Regions from separate parts of the Macaca mulatta genome. Here all the other regions are linked to region 3. A link is a contact called in public Hi-C data. All regions are on one chromosome and are shown on one strand. The core of a region is the stretch at or near the end of the contact, and the rest is flanking DNA. Distances in the headings are between cores, read along the strand shown. Region 1 holds the start of PNN (pinin, desmosome associated protein). Region 2 holds the start of LOC114679676. Region 3 holds the start of FBXO33 (F-box protein 33).

Region 1 (3,957 bases), core at 639-3,138, 260 kb after region 3:
TGGCTTCCCAAAGTGCTGGGATTACAGGGATAAGCCACTGTACCTGGCCAGAAATTAATTTAAATGACCAGAGGTATTTATGTAACTGCACACCAAAGGCAAATGCCCTCTCTTTCTAGGACTCATTTCCAGAAGCTTTGTTCTATCAAGTCTCCATTCCATTTTATTCTTTCCTCCAGCAGAGAAAGAATACAACATGTGAACTAACACCCAAACTAACTCTGCTCTCCTGTATTTTCTAAGTATTTCAAACTGGTTAAGTATTTCAATTACAAGTCAGAAAAAAATGGTACTAATTGACAATTTTTCCAAATTTACTCTTCACCTGACCTTTATTTTGATAAACTGTGGGTTATCATGAGTGCAGAACTGTGTTTTGAGAGAACTGACTCAGTTCAATCAAATACCAAGAGAACTTGTGAGGGGGGGGAAGTGGCACACTACTCAATTGTAATATTACTCAAACAGCATTATTATTAATAAATATTTGTATTTGTGTTGTACATCAGAAACTAAAGAAGACTTCAGGAATCTTTTTACAGACCTACCTACTGACTGCCCCTTCAAGGTCTCTCTGTTTGGCTGGGGGTCCTCCTCCACTATCTGAGAATCCACGCCTGAAATTTAAAATGTTCAACATAAAGCACTTGAAATACAAGATAAACGGTATTTCCATTTGACAAGAGAATATGGTTGAAATTTTAAAAACCTTTCCAACTAAAGTAGCCTTAAATGGGCATTCATTCCCAAAATGCTTTTAGTGTTACTTTAAACTATAAGAATTAAGTTCACTCAAAATTGGTACACTTAATATATTCTTCGACCTCCAGTTTTTCAGGATAACTGTATTTATACGGAAACCTAGTCTATCACAAGCATTAAACAAAGACAACAAACACTGGGTTATCGATTTTATCACAGGTTTTGTGCAAGCCAATATATTTGTAAGTAAAGTACCAGTAGTTTCAGCATGAGTAAAGTCCAAAGGAAATCTTACCTCAGTAATAAACTACCACGTCCTCTACCTCCACCAGGACCAGAAAGGGCCAGCAATCTGGCTTGGATGGGCCTGTAAGAGATTTACAAATCAGTGCAAGATCATATGCAGACACACATAGTTGCACCAATTACTTTCAGAGATATGGATCCAAGGAGAAAATCGCAAAAGTTCCAAAAAGATAGTTTCAAATAAACCCAAGTGTCTGAAACAGGACAGGACGTACTATTTCATTTAACTTCCTCGTTTCTCCAGGACCTGTATCACAGAAATTATAATCACCTCGATGCCCCCACACATTGAAAAGCCTGAATCAGGTCCCCATCCCGCCATCCCCGAGGAAGCTGCACGTGGGCAAGAGGTTGGGGTGAAGTGGCTAGTGGCGTCCCGGCAGGGTCTCGGGGCCAGCCCTGGGCCGGGTGCCCGCCAGAGCGGGAAGGGGCTTTGTGCTGCAGTTCCGGGCCTGCAGGGCCGAGGGCGGGAATCAGTAGTCTGGGTCTTCTCACAGGCCTGAGAAACCATGCCGGCGTATCCAGGACTCGCTCTCCTTTCTCAGGAACCTGAGACCAGCGCTCTACGATGGGGGCCTGGGGCTTTTCCACCTCGGCGAGAACATGGTTTTACCCGCCGCCCCGCGAACAGGCCTCGAGGTTCCAGCCTTCTGAAGGCTGGCCGCCCTCCCCGCCCCCAATTCACCCCGACCAGAGGGCTGCCTCTCCGAGCTCCGAGTTCCCGTTAAGCCCTTACCTCACGTCATTCGGATCCCGCCCGGTGAGCTTGCGAATATTCTCATCCACGTTCTTAAGGCTCTCTTTGGCCTTTTCTAGCTGTTCCTGCAAAGTTCTCACTGCGACCGCCATCTTCTCCCTGCAGCAGGCCTGAGACTGCTTTACAGGCCGCGCCGGGCTGTGCCGCGCCGCCGAGACGCGAAAGGACTGACAGCCGGGCTCAGCCAATGACGATGAGCGTTGTTTTCCGGCCTCAACCACTCAGCGACCGGAAGGGGGAAGAACCTGCAGCCTTTGTGACTCTGGGCCAATGAAAAGTCAGCCAGGCAGTCACCTCCCTCCCCAATTAGCTGCGGGTGCCTGGATCCCGCTGCTAGCGCAGAGCCGGGGCGGGTTTCACAATCCCTGAGTTCTCAGAGACTTGGCCCGCAAGCCTGCAGTTCTGGCAAGGAGAGCGCGGAGTTTTCCAGGCCTTTTAACCTATGATGTAATGTGCCTTACACAGTTTTAACCTGATCACATCAGGGTGGGACTTAGCCAAGCCTCCTTTTCTTCCTTACCCTCACCTTGGTTAATGGTTTAATTAGAAAAGGGCGCGGCTATTCTGTTGGTGCGCATGCTCAGAGAGGGGGTGGGCGCGTGCTTTCCTCTATTAGGTTAATTTTTTTTTTTTTTTCATACGGAGTCTCGCTCTGTCGCCCAGGCTGGAGTGCAGTGACACCATCTCGGCTCACTGCAACCTTCGCCTCCCAGGTTCAAGCGATTCTCCTGCCTCAGTCTCCCGAGTACCTGGGACTACAGGCGCTTGCCAACACGCCTGGCTAATTTTTGTATTATTAGAGACCGGATTCCACCATGTTGGGCAGTCTGGTCTCGAACTCCTGACCTCAGGTGATCCGCCCGCCTCTACCTCCCAGAGTGCTGGGAATACAGGCTTGAGTCACCACGCCCACCCTGATTAGGCTAAAGTGAGCAGAAGGAAGACAAAAATAAAAACTAGGAAAAGTCATTAATCATAATGACTAACATTGGTTAGGGGTTGATCTTGTTCCCGACCCTCTGTGAAACCCTCTACGTGCCTTATTCCTCACAAACTAAAAGTGTGGATAAAAATGCCTGTTATTACTGATAAGGAAATTGAGACTGGAGATAATATAACTGTCCCTTGGTCGCGCCAGTTGAGAATCAGTCTCTGATTAGACCCTGAGCATCTGTACTAGAGAAAAGAAAGCAATAGCGAGACAGGCAGTCATGGTTGAGTTAGCCTCTTCACCTGGCCTAGAGCTGGTTAAGACCAGGCCTAAGGGAGCGGCCCTATTGTTAGTGGTGTCTGTGTGTGTTGTCCTGCTTCTGGTTCTGCCCTACCTGCACTGCCAGTGTGGGAACCAGTTTTGTTCTATAAACATATGTATACACAAATGGAAGCTCAGAAAACAGTTTTTTCACAGGCCAGGCACAGTGACTCATGTCCGTAATCCCAGCATTTTGGGAGGCTGAGGCAGGTGGATAACTTGAGGCCAGGAGCTGGAGACCAGCCTGGCCAACATGTTGAAACCCCGCCTTTACTAAAAATGCAAAAATTAGCCGGGAGTGGTGGTGCACGCCTGTAATCCCAGCTACTCGGGAGGCTGAGTCAGGAGGATAGCTTGAGCCCCGGATGAGGAGGTTGCAGTGAGCCGAGATTGCACCACTGCACTCTAGCCTGTGTGACAGAGTGAGACTGTGTCCCAAACAAACAAAAAAACCAAAACACTTTCCCACAGAAACAAAGCATTGTTAATAAATAATCTCAGCCAGGCATCTATCTTCCTTGTACAAAGCATTAGTGGGCCCGGTATATTAATTAACTCAAGCTACCACTTTAATCCAGTCATCTTTTAGAGCTTCCATTGTGTATCAGCAGTAAGCTAGGGTTTGAAAATAAAGCCTAGAACAAGATAGTTGTGATTCCTGCTTCTGTGGATTTTGTAGGCTTCCAGAAGAGCAATGATCATTCATTAGTTCAACAAATACTTACTGAGTGCCCACTATGTGCCAGGTGCTATTCTAGGCACTTGGGTATACCAGTGTACAATAAAGATCTCTGAGCAGGTCCAGTGGATTGTGCCTGTAATCCCAGATACTTGGGAGACTGAGGTGGGAGGATCGCTATAGCCCAGGAGTTAAGACCAGCCTGGGCAACATAGCAAGAATCCTGTCTCTCAAAATAAAAATTTAAAAAATTGTACTGGG
Region 2 (3,810 bases), core at 907-3,406, 340 kb after region 3:
ACATTGAATATATCAAGATGAATCAGCCAAATATTGTACTGTGTGTATGTGTTGGGGGTGGGGGGAAACAGAGTAGAGGTGGCAGAGGCAATGTAGGAGGAAAAGACAGGCTGACTAGAATACATAAATAGTACGTGAAATCTTTCGGGCCAGGGATCTGGGCCTACCTTGCCTGCATCATATCACCAGCATCTCAATCGTGTCTGGCACATAGTAAGTGTTCAGTAAATATTTGTTGCACTAAGTGAAAGAATGAACTCTCTTTTTTCAGAGATTATTTGTGATTCTCCGAATCAACCAGGGTCCTTAAGATGTCCTGGAGGCCGTCTCCATTTCTCTCCGTAAGTTAAGGTGTCCGAGTGGCACCAGTGCTCCACTCCTTCCGCGACCTGCAGGTAGTGGGATACGCTGTGGCTCTGCGGAGCGGGGTGAAGGAGCTCCCCCGGCGCCGCTCCCTTTCCCGGTCCCGCTGTGCCCGGTCCCACGCCCCTCGGCCGCCCGGCTGCCTGGGTTGTCCGGGTTCTTCCGCCCCTCTGGCTCGGTCCCCGCTACCTCTCCTCCCTTCTTCCCTCTCGGTACCTTCGCCCGCCGCGCGCCTTTCTCAAATCCTCCGGTTATTAAGCTCAGGGGACGGTGGCCCGCCCGGGTAACTCTGCGCCCGCCCCTTCCTGCCCCCTTCCTGCCCTCACGCCCCGTCCCCTCCTCTTGACGTGGCAGAGGCGGCGCCAGCCATGTTGGCCGGGCGGAGGTCTTCGGTGAGGCCCGGGGCGGGGTGGCGCCAGCCCTGATTGCGGTGCCACGGACTGCTCCTCCTGGGCGGAGAGGACTGATTTTGCAAAGCGGAGGCTGCGACGGGTCCGGCAGGGGGACAGTGAGGTAAGGGCCGCCTCGTCTCCGCTCCTGGGGGACCTCAGGTGCGCAGCGGAAAGCGGGGGCGGGCTGGCGGCGGCGGGCTGGCGGCTGGGGTCCTGGGGTGGTCCCGGCTCTGCCCTCTCGGTGCCCTCGGGCCCGCGAGGTGTGCCGGAGTCTGAGGCCCAGTCCGGCGCGGGGAGCGTTGAGCGGTGAGCTTGCCACCCTCTCACCCACTTGGCTCTGCCGGGGCCGGGGGCCCGGGCTCCTCCTCTGGCTCCCCAGGATTCGGTGGAAAGATGGGAGTCGTGTGGAAAACGGTGGTTGGAGCATCTCGCCCAGCACCCACCCCCACCTCCTGGGCCACCCACCCCCACCTCCTGGGCCACCCACCTCCACCTCCTGGGCCACCCACCTCCACCCAAGCCCATCATCGCCTCTGGGCCCTTGGACTTTCTGTTTCATTCCTTGCCAGATCTGGAGTGTCCTAGACTTTGAACCCAATTAACTACGTCACCCGTAATTCAGCCTTGGAAGTTAAAGGGGAAAAGAGCTAGGTAAAGATAATGCCTTAGGTTTTGATTACAAAAAGTTGAGTTTTCCAGCAGGACCAATCCTATCCCATTGGGCTTTCTTTCTAAGGCAAGTAGTGTTTCCCGATTTGGTGGTAAAGGTACTACCTGAGGAAAGTAATAGTAAATCTACATCAATCACTGGAGGGGGTATGTGGAATTCTCGTTTTCACGTGAACTCCCTTAACCTCTACCCTCCAAAGCCATGGATAACTAGCCAAATTAACTTGATTTAAAAAGGTTTTAGATTAAAATATAAGTGCATGTTAAGTTTTCCTTCTTTTCCTCCTCTGGTAGTGAATGAACATCATTTCAGAAGTAGCGTGATCTCGGCTCACTGCAACCTCCACCTTCCCGGGTTCATGCCATTCTCCTTTCTCAGCCTCCCGAGTAGCTGGGACTGCAGGCGCCTGCCACCACGCCTGGCTTTTTTTGTATTTTTAGTAGAGACAGGGTTTCACTGTGTTAGCCAGGATGGTCTCGATCTCCTGACCTCGTGATCCGTTCATCTCGGCCTCCCAAAGTGCTGAGATTACAAGTGTGAGCCACCACGCCGGGCCTGATTTACAGAATTTTAGAGTTAGATGGGATCTTGTGGTTTTCTAGTCCAAGTCTCTTATCTTGCTGATGAGAAAAACAGAGGATTCAGAGAGGTTAAATTGTCCAAGATCATAAGAAGACAGTTCATTGAGGATTTTACAAGTGAAAAGTAGGAGACAAATTTAATTGGCTACTAACAAATACATCTAATTGGAAGGAACTCAAATTTACTTGGCAAGTAAATTTTCAATTAGGTATGAATAAAAGAGCTTAAATTAGAATATGAGAAACTATCATAGGGAAAGTCTTTTTGGTTTGTTTGTTTGAGATGGAGTCTCTCCCTGTCACCCAGGCTGGAGTGCAGTTGAAGGATCTCAGCTCACTGCAAGCTCTGCCTCCCAGGTTCAAGCTGTTCTCCTGCCTCAGCCTCCCTAGTAGCTGGGACTAATAGGCGCCCGCCACCACGCCTGGCTAATTTTTGTATTTTTTAGTAGAGACGGAGTTTAACCATATTGGCCATGCTGGTCTCGATCTCATGACCTCCTGATCCACCCGCCTCGGCCTCCGAAAGTGCTGGGATTACAGGCGTGAGCCACTGCGCCTGGCCAGGGAAGTCTTTTAAAATACTACTTGGGCACATATTTGATATACTAGGTTAAAGTGACATAATGGTTTGCTTCTTAGCTTTTAGCTCTATTATGATAAAATTATGTAACTAAAGTATATTGTACTGAAATCGGACATTTCTTTAGAATAGTCTTTTGTGTTTTGTATCACCTAAAAAAAAAAAAAAAAAAAAGACTAGTGGCTGGGCGCAGCGGTTTATGCCTGTAATCCCAGCACTTTGGGAGGCCGAGGCGGGCGGATCACCTGAGGTCAGGAGTTCAAGACCAGCCTAGCCAACAAGGTGAAACCCCATCCCTATTAAAAATAGAAAAATTAGCCGGGCATAGTAGCTCGCGCCTGTAATCCCAGCTACTCGGGAGGATGAGGCGGGAGAATCGCCTGAACCCGGGAGGTGGAGGTTGCCGTGAGCCGAAATGGCGCCACCGCACTCCAACCTGGGTGGTAGAGTGAGACTCCATCTCAAAAATAAAAGAGACTAGTATGCTAGTATGCTAAGTCTGCATTCTAATATAGTGTGTGGAATAATATTTCTTTGGTTTAATACTTTTATGCAAACCTGTTAGTATTAGGGGAGAGAGTGCTTATCAAATAATATCATTTTATGAAAAGCTAGCTTGTGGCTGGGCCCGGTGGCTCACACCTGTAATCCCAGTACTTTGGGAGGCGGAAGCGGGTGGATCACCTGAGGTCGGGAGTTCGAGACCAGCATGACCAACGTGGAGAAACCCCATCTCTACTAAAAATACAAAAATTAGCCGCGTGTGGTGGCTCACGCCTGTAATCCCAGCTACTCAGGAGGCTGAGGCAGGAGAATTGCTTGAAACCAGGAGGTGGAGTTTGCGGTGAGCCGAGATCGTGCCATTGCACTCCAGCCTGGGCAACAAGAGCAAAACTCTGTCTCAAAAGAAGAAAAGAAAAGAAAATAAAAGAAAAGTTGGCTTGTAAAAGGACTTTATTTCAGATATGCCATTGTTGGACATGGGACTAAGCCTAGCAAACTTTGTCCTTGAATTCGTGATTTTAAGATTGCATGACTACTACAATGGAAAGGTGAGGGAAGTCAGGGAAGTGTTGTGCATAGCCAAGTAATTGGACCAATTAAGAAACAGGACTTTTTTCAAACTACTGCTGGAAAGTGGGAATGTAAGAAGTATAATAGATGTGATTTAGCAAGCAAATTGATCTTAGAGCAGGGAGATTGAGAGGAAAAAATGTGAAGAAG
Region 3 (3,760 bases), core at 1,054-3,553:
TATAACTTCACAAAATGTAATTCCATTCTGCCCTATATGAGTCAATTTTATTCTAGCAGTATAGAATACATGTCAAAAGAATCTAACTCAACATGCTAAATATACATACCACATATACATTTAATTAATACTAAATGTATTGGCCTGATAAGATAAATTTTGGGCAACCATTGGAATTCACAGATTTATTATTGAAACTGGGCAAGATTCACAGCTAATTATTTAGCTTATAGTTATTAAAAGAGGATTCCTATCACACTTCATTTAATGAGAAAGTTTGAAATTCTAAACTAACTAATTTCATTTATGGCAGACTGACATATTTTCATTTTACTCAGGAACCATTCTTAATAATTAAAGACTAATTATTAACAATATCCAAGAAGGTAGCTTGTTCCTAGCAAAATGCTAAGAAACAAATATCAATCTCAAATTAGAGTGTATTTCCAGAATATCAAAAAAAAAAAGTCAGAGCTGGAAACCCTCATACATTGCTGGTGGGAATGAAAAATGATGTAGCCACTTGGAAAAGTTTCCCAGTTTCCCAAAAAGTTATACACAGAACTACTCTACGACCCATCACTTTCATTCCTATCTAACCAAGACAAATTAAAACATACGTCCACACAAAGACTTGCATATGAATGTTCACAGTATTCATAACTGGAAACGACCTAAATGTCTCTAAACTGGTAAATGGGTAGTGTTTCATCCTGCCGAACCCACGGTTCGCCCTCTAAGTGTTTATTAAAATTAATAAGGTATAATTACCTAAAACTCTTGCAAACAGGGGCTAGGAGAAGTAACCTATCACAACTGATAAACATCATCATGTTGTTGGCAAACTCGTATGTAAGGCATTAAGAAACATGAACGGAGAGCTTTGCCCTCAAAGGGTTAAGAACATCTAGAACGCCGCGGGGGGGGGTCTCGTCTTCCGACTTTGGAGCCCCCCCTCCGTCTGTCTCTGTAGAGGGGAGCTTCTTCCTTCCTACTTCTTCCTTCTTTCTTGCCTATTAAACTATCCGCCCCTTAAAACAACAACAAAAAAAAGAGTCTTGGTGTTTACCACAAAAGAACGAGGCTGTTCCAAAATCACAGCCTCCCTAAAGCAACCCTCAATTATTACATAAAGAGGCAGCCTCCCTAAAGCAGCAACCCTCGATTATTACATAAAGTCACTTAATCCTTTCTGACTTCACCACTCTTTGCAACCAGAGTTTACTTGGCAGGTAGGCTGTGGTGAAGTTAGGGACATGATTTAGACAACCTAAGTTAGGGGTAACAGGCAAAAAAGAAAAGAAAAGAAGAAAAAGAAAATCAAAGCTCTGTCATCACTGTGAACTTCTCTTCAATAAGAGCCTTAAATCTCAGCCCTGGGAACAGAGACCCTTCCTCATGCCCTGGAGAAGAGGCTGGTAACAACCTGCGGATCTCTCCCTTAGAATCCAAAGGGTGACGCTGTCCTCACTGCTTCCCCACACATTAGCGAGTGCGCGAAAGTCCACCTTCGTGGTCGGACGACGGGGCAGGTCCACTCGCGGCCTCTGCCACGCCCCACGCCGCCCCTCCCCGCACAGCCCGCCGGGGTTAGCCAGCCCGTCCGCCTGCTCCCTCTCAGCGGCGCAATCTCAGGAATTCTTAACCCTACTTTGGGCAGGTGGGATGGCCCAGAAAGGCCCTGCATGCTGCCACTTTGGCTCAGGGTCCTCAGCCCAAACTGAGAAACGTTTTACAGAGAAGCGTGACGACCTCTCGCAATAAGCCAGAGTACCGCCACCTCCTTCCACTTAGCGCCAAAATTCACCGACTTACGGATGTGACTGGGCGCAGCGTCCGCCCTAAGGCGTAAGGGGCGCCAAGTGCTGTTTCCACCCCGCCCAGTGCCGCCCCGCCCCGCCCCGCGGCCTGCGTGCGTCAGAGATCACGTGCCGCGTCTCCCGTCCCTACAGGCAATCGGGCGCTCCCCTCTTCCGGAAGTCGCGCTGGTGCGCGCCGGACTCCTCCCACCTGAGGCGACGTCAAGCTCAGCTCCTACCACTTCTCTGTCTCCCCCGACTGGCGCAGGGAGGGCTGCCTTTCCCTTACAGTATGCCTTGAGGCTTCCGGGCCACTGAACTTTAGGAGGGAGGGCATTGCAGTTATTCAGTGTGCCAGCCTCGGACGCACGTGAGTAGAGTTTGAGAGGACAGAGGCTGGCTCCGGCAGGCCACGCCCGCAGAGGCCTTTCCCCCTCTCTACAACTTGTGCTCTAGTTGGTTCCGCCGAGACCCACGACGGTTCCGCCCCCTTCTTCCTTGTCATTGATGTTGTTGTTCTTGTCAGTGCCGCAGCCCCGACCGCCGGGAGCTCGAACCCGAGCCGGGGCCGCCCGGGTGGCGCGGTGGCGGTGGCTGCGGCTGCAGCAGCTGCGACGGCTGCGGGGGCTGCTCCGGGTACTGCGGGGGCGGCCGGAAGCCGGCACCCGGCGACGGGGCCGGATGGCTCTGTGCGGGCAGGCGGCGGGCGCTGCGTCGCTGCCCAGCGAGCTGATCGTGCACATCTTCTCTTTTCTGCCGGCGCCCGACCGGCTGCGGGCCTCGGCCTCCTGCTCCCACTGGCGTGAGTGCCTCTTCTATCCGGCCCTCTGGCCCCAGCTCCGCATCTGCCTCCGCGTCTCGCCCGCGGAGCAGCCTCGGCTGGAATTCCTCATGCGCAAGTGCGGCTGGTTCGTGCGGGAGCTGCATGTTGAATTCGCCGCGGAGAACTACCTGAGCGGCGGCGGCCCAGGAGACGGAGGTGGCGCGGACACCGGGACTGGAGGGGAGGAAGTCGAGGCCCTGCAGCTCTCTGCTCGTTGGCTGGAAGTGCTGCGCACCTACTTGGAGCTGGTGCTTTGCGTCCTGGTCAGCATCCGGAACAACAGGTAGGCATGTCGTGAGCCCCGCCCCGCCCTGTAACGGGGGTGGCTCCGTTCCCGCACCCCGACACAGATTCTGTGCGTAATACGCGCCCGGCCAACTTCAGCGTTGCCTTCTTCAGTGACGGAGAGTGTTGGTTCTAACCAGGCGGTTTCCTTGAGCGGAAGGGCATAACGGGACTCATCATGATACTTTATAGACAGTGGTGGACTGGGTGTTTAACAGACACCACTTCTGGCGCCTTCTAGGCAGTCATTCATCCTCTCGGTGGCCGTGGGATGGAGCTGACAGGCGCTGTCATTTTTCATTTTATAGATGGGAGAGTTAAGGCTGGGAGGGTGAGGCCTGTGGGTGAGCCTTGGAAGAAACAAAACATACACATAATACGATTTTCTGACTCTCAATCTGTCTGTTAGAAATAGTTCATTGTGGGGGAAGGAGTACTCATAGGACGCTGCCTAAAAGAAATTTTGTAACAGCCGTTTTCTTACCAGAAATAGTTTCGGCTAACTGAACAAGGCCGGAAGAGAAGGAGGAGTGTTTGTTAAAAGGCTTGGGGAAGAAGTTGATCTTCAGGGTTGAAAGACCCTCCCCATACACCCCCACACTCAACTTGTCCCCAGTAGTTCACTTAAAAGTAACAGTCGGGCGGAGGAGGGGGGCGGGCAGCGAGGGAGTTGGCCAGGGTCTGCAAAGGGTAAGCACATAACTCTTCTGGTTTTGCATCAGGACTTCCCTGTAATTCTGGAACCAACACCTTATGTTCTGACCCAGTATCCCTTCCAATCGTCATTTTTCTCCATCGCCACCTCCAAAACCCTATTAATTTCGATCTTCTGTATATGGATATTCTAAAGAAC

Evidence for each region. A called contact is a pair of places that touch in the nucleus more often than the background predicts.
Region 1: a contact with region 3 is called in a Hi-C map of fetal cortex germinal zone, with 2.5 times the contacts expected there. The contact joins the promoter of PNN here to the promoter of FBXO33 in region 3. A contact is called at or near these places in 6 of 14 Hi-C or Micro-C datasets (blood, cortical neurons, fetal cortex germinal zone and 3 more).
Region 2: a Hi-C map of fetal cortex germinal zone shows a contact between it and region 3, with 2.2 times the contacts expected there. The contact joins the promoter of LOC114679676 here to the promoter of FBXO33 in region 3. A contact is called at or near these places in 2 of 14 Hi-C or Micro-C datasets (fetal cortex germinal zone and fetal cortical plate).

The regions. Positions count from the first base shown.
Region 1 is chr7:112,287,349-112,291,305 of T2T-MMU8v2.0, reverse strand. It overlaps PNN (pinin, desmosome associated protein), which reads right to left and starts at 1,888. Exons shown (of 9, transcript XM_002805022.4): 1 at 1,745-1,888; 2 at 998-1,069; 3 at 549-617. The coding sequence starts at 1,857.
Region 2 is chr7:112,210,639-112,214,448 of T2T-MMU8v2.0, reverse strand. LOC114679676 reads right to left here and starts at 2,156. Exons shown (of 2, transcript XM_028851990.2): 1 at 580-2,156; 2 at 1-389. The coding sequence starts at 1,314. The coding sequence ends at 294. SEC23A (SEC23 homolog A, COPII coat complex component) reads left to right here and starts at 719. Exons shown (of 20, transcript NM_001261363.1): 1 at 719-876.
Region 3 is chr7:112,548,945-112,552,704 of T2T-MMU8v2.0, reverse strand. FBXO33 (F-box protein 33) reads left to right here and starts at 2,303. Exons shown (of 4, transcript XM_001093383.5): 1 at 2,303-2,905. The coding sequence starts at 2,307.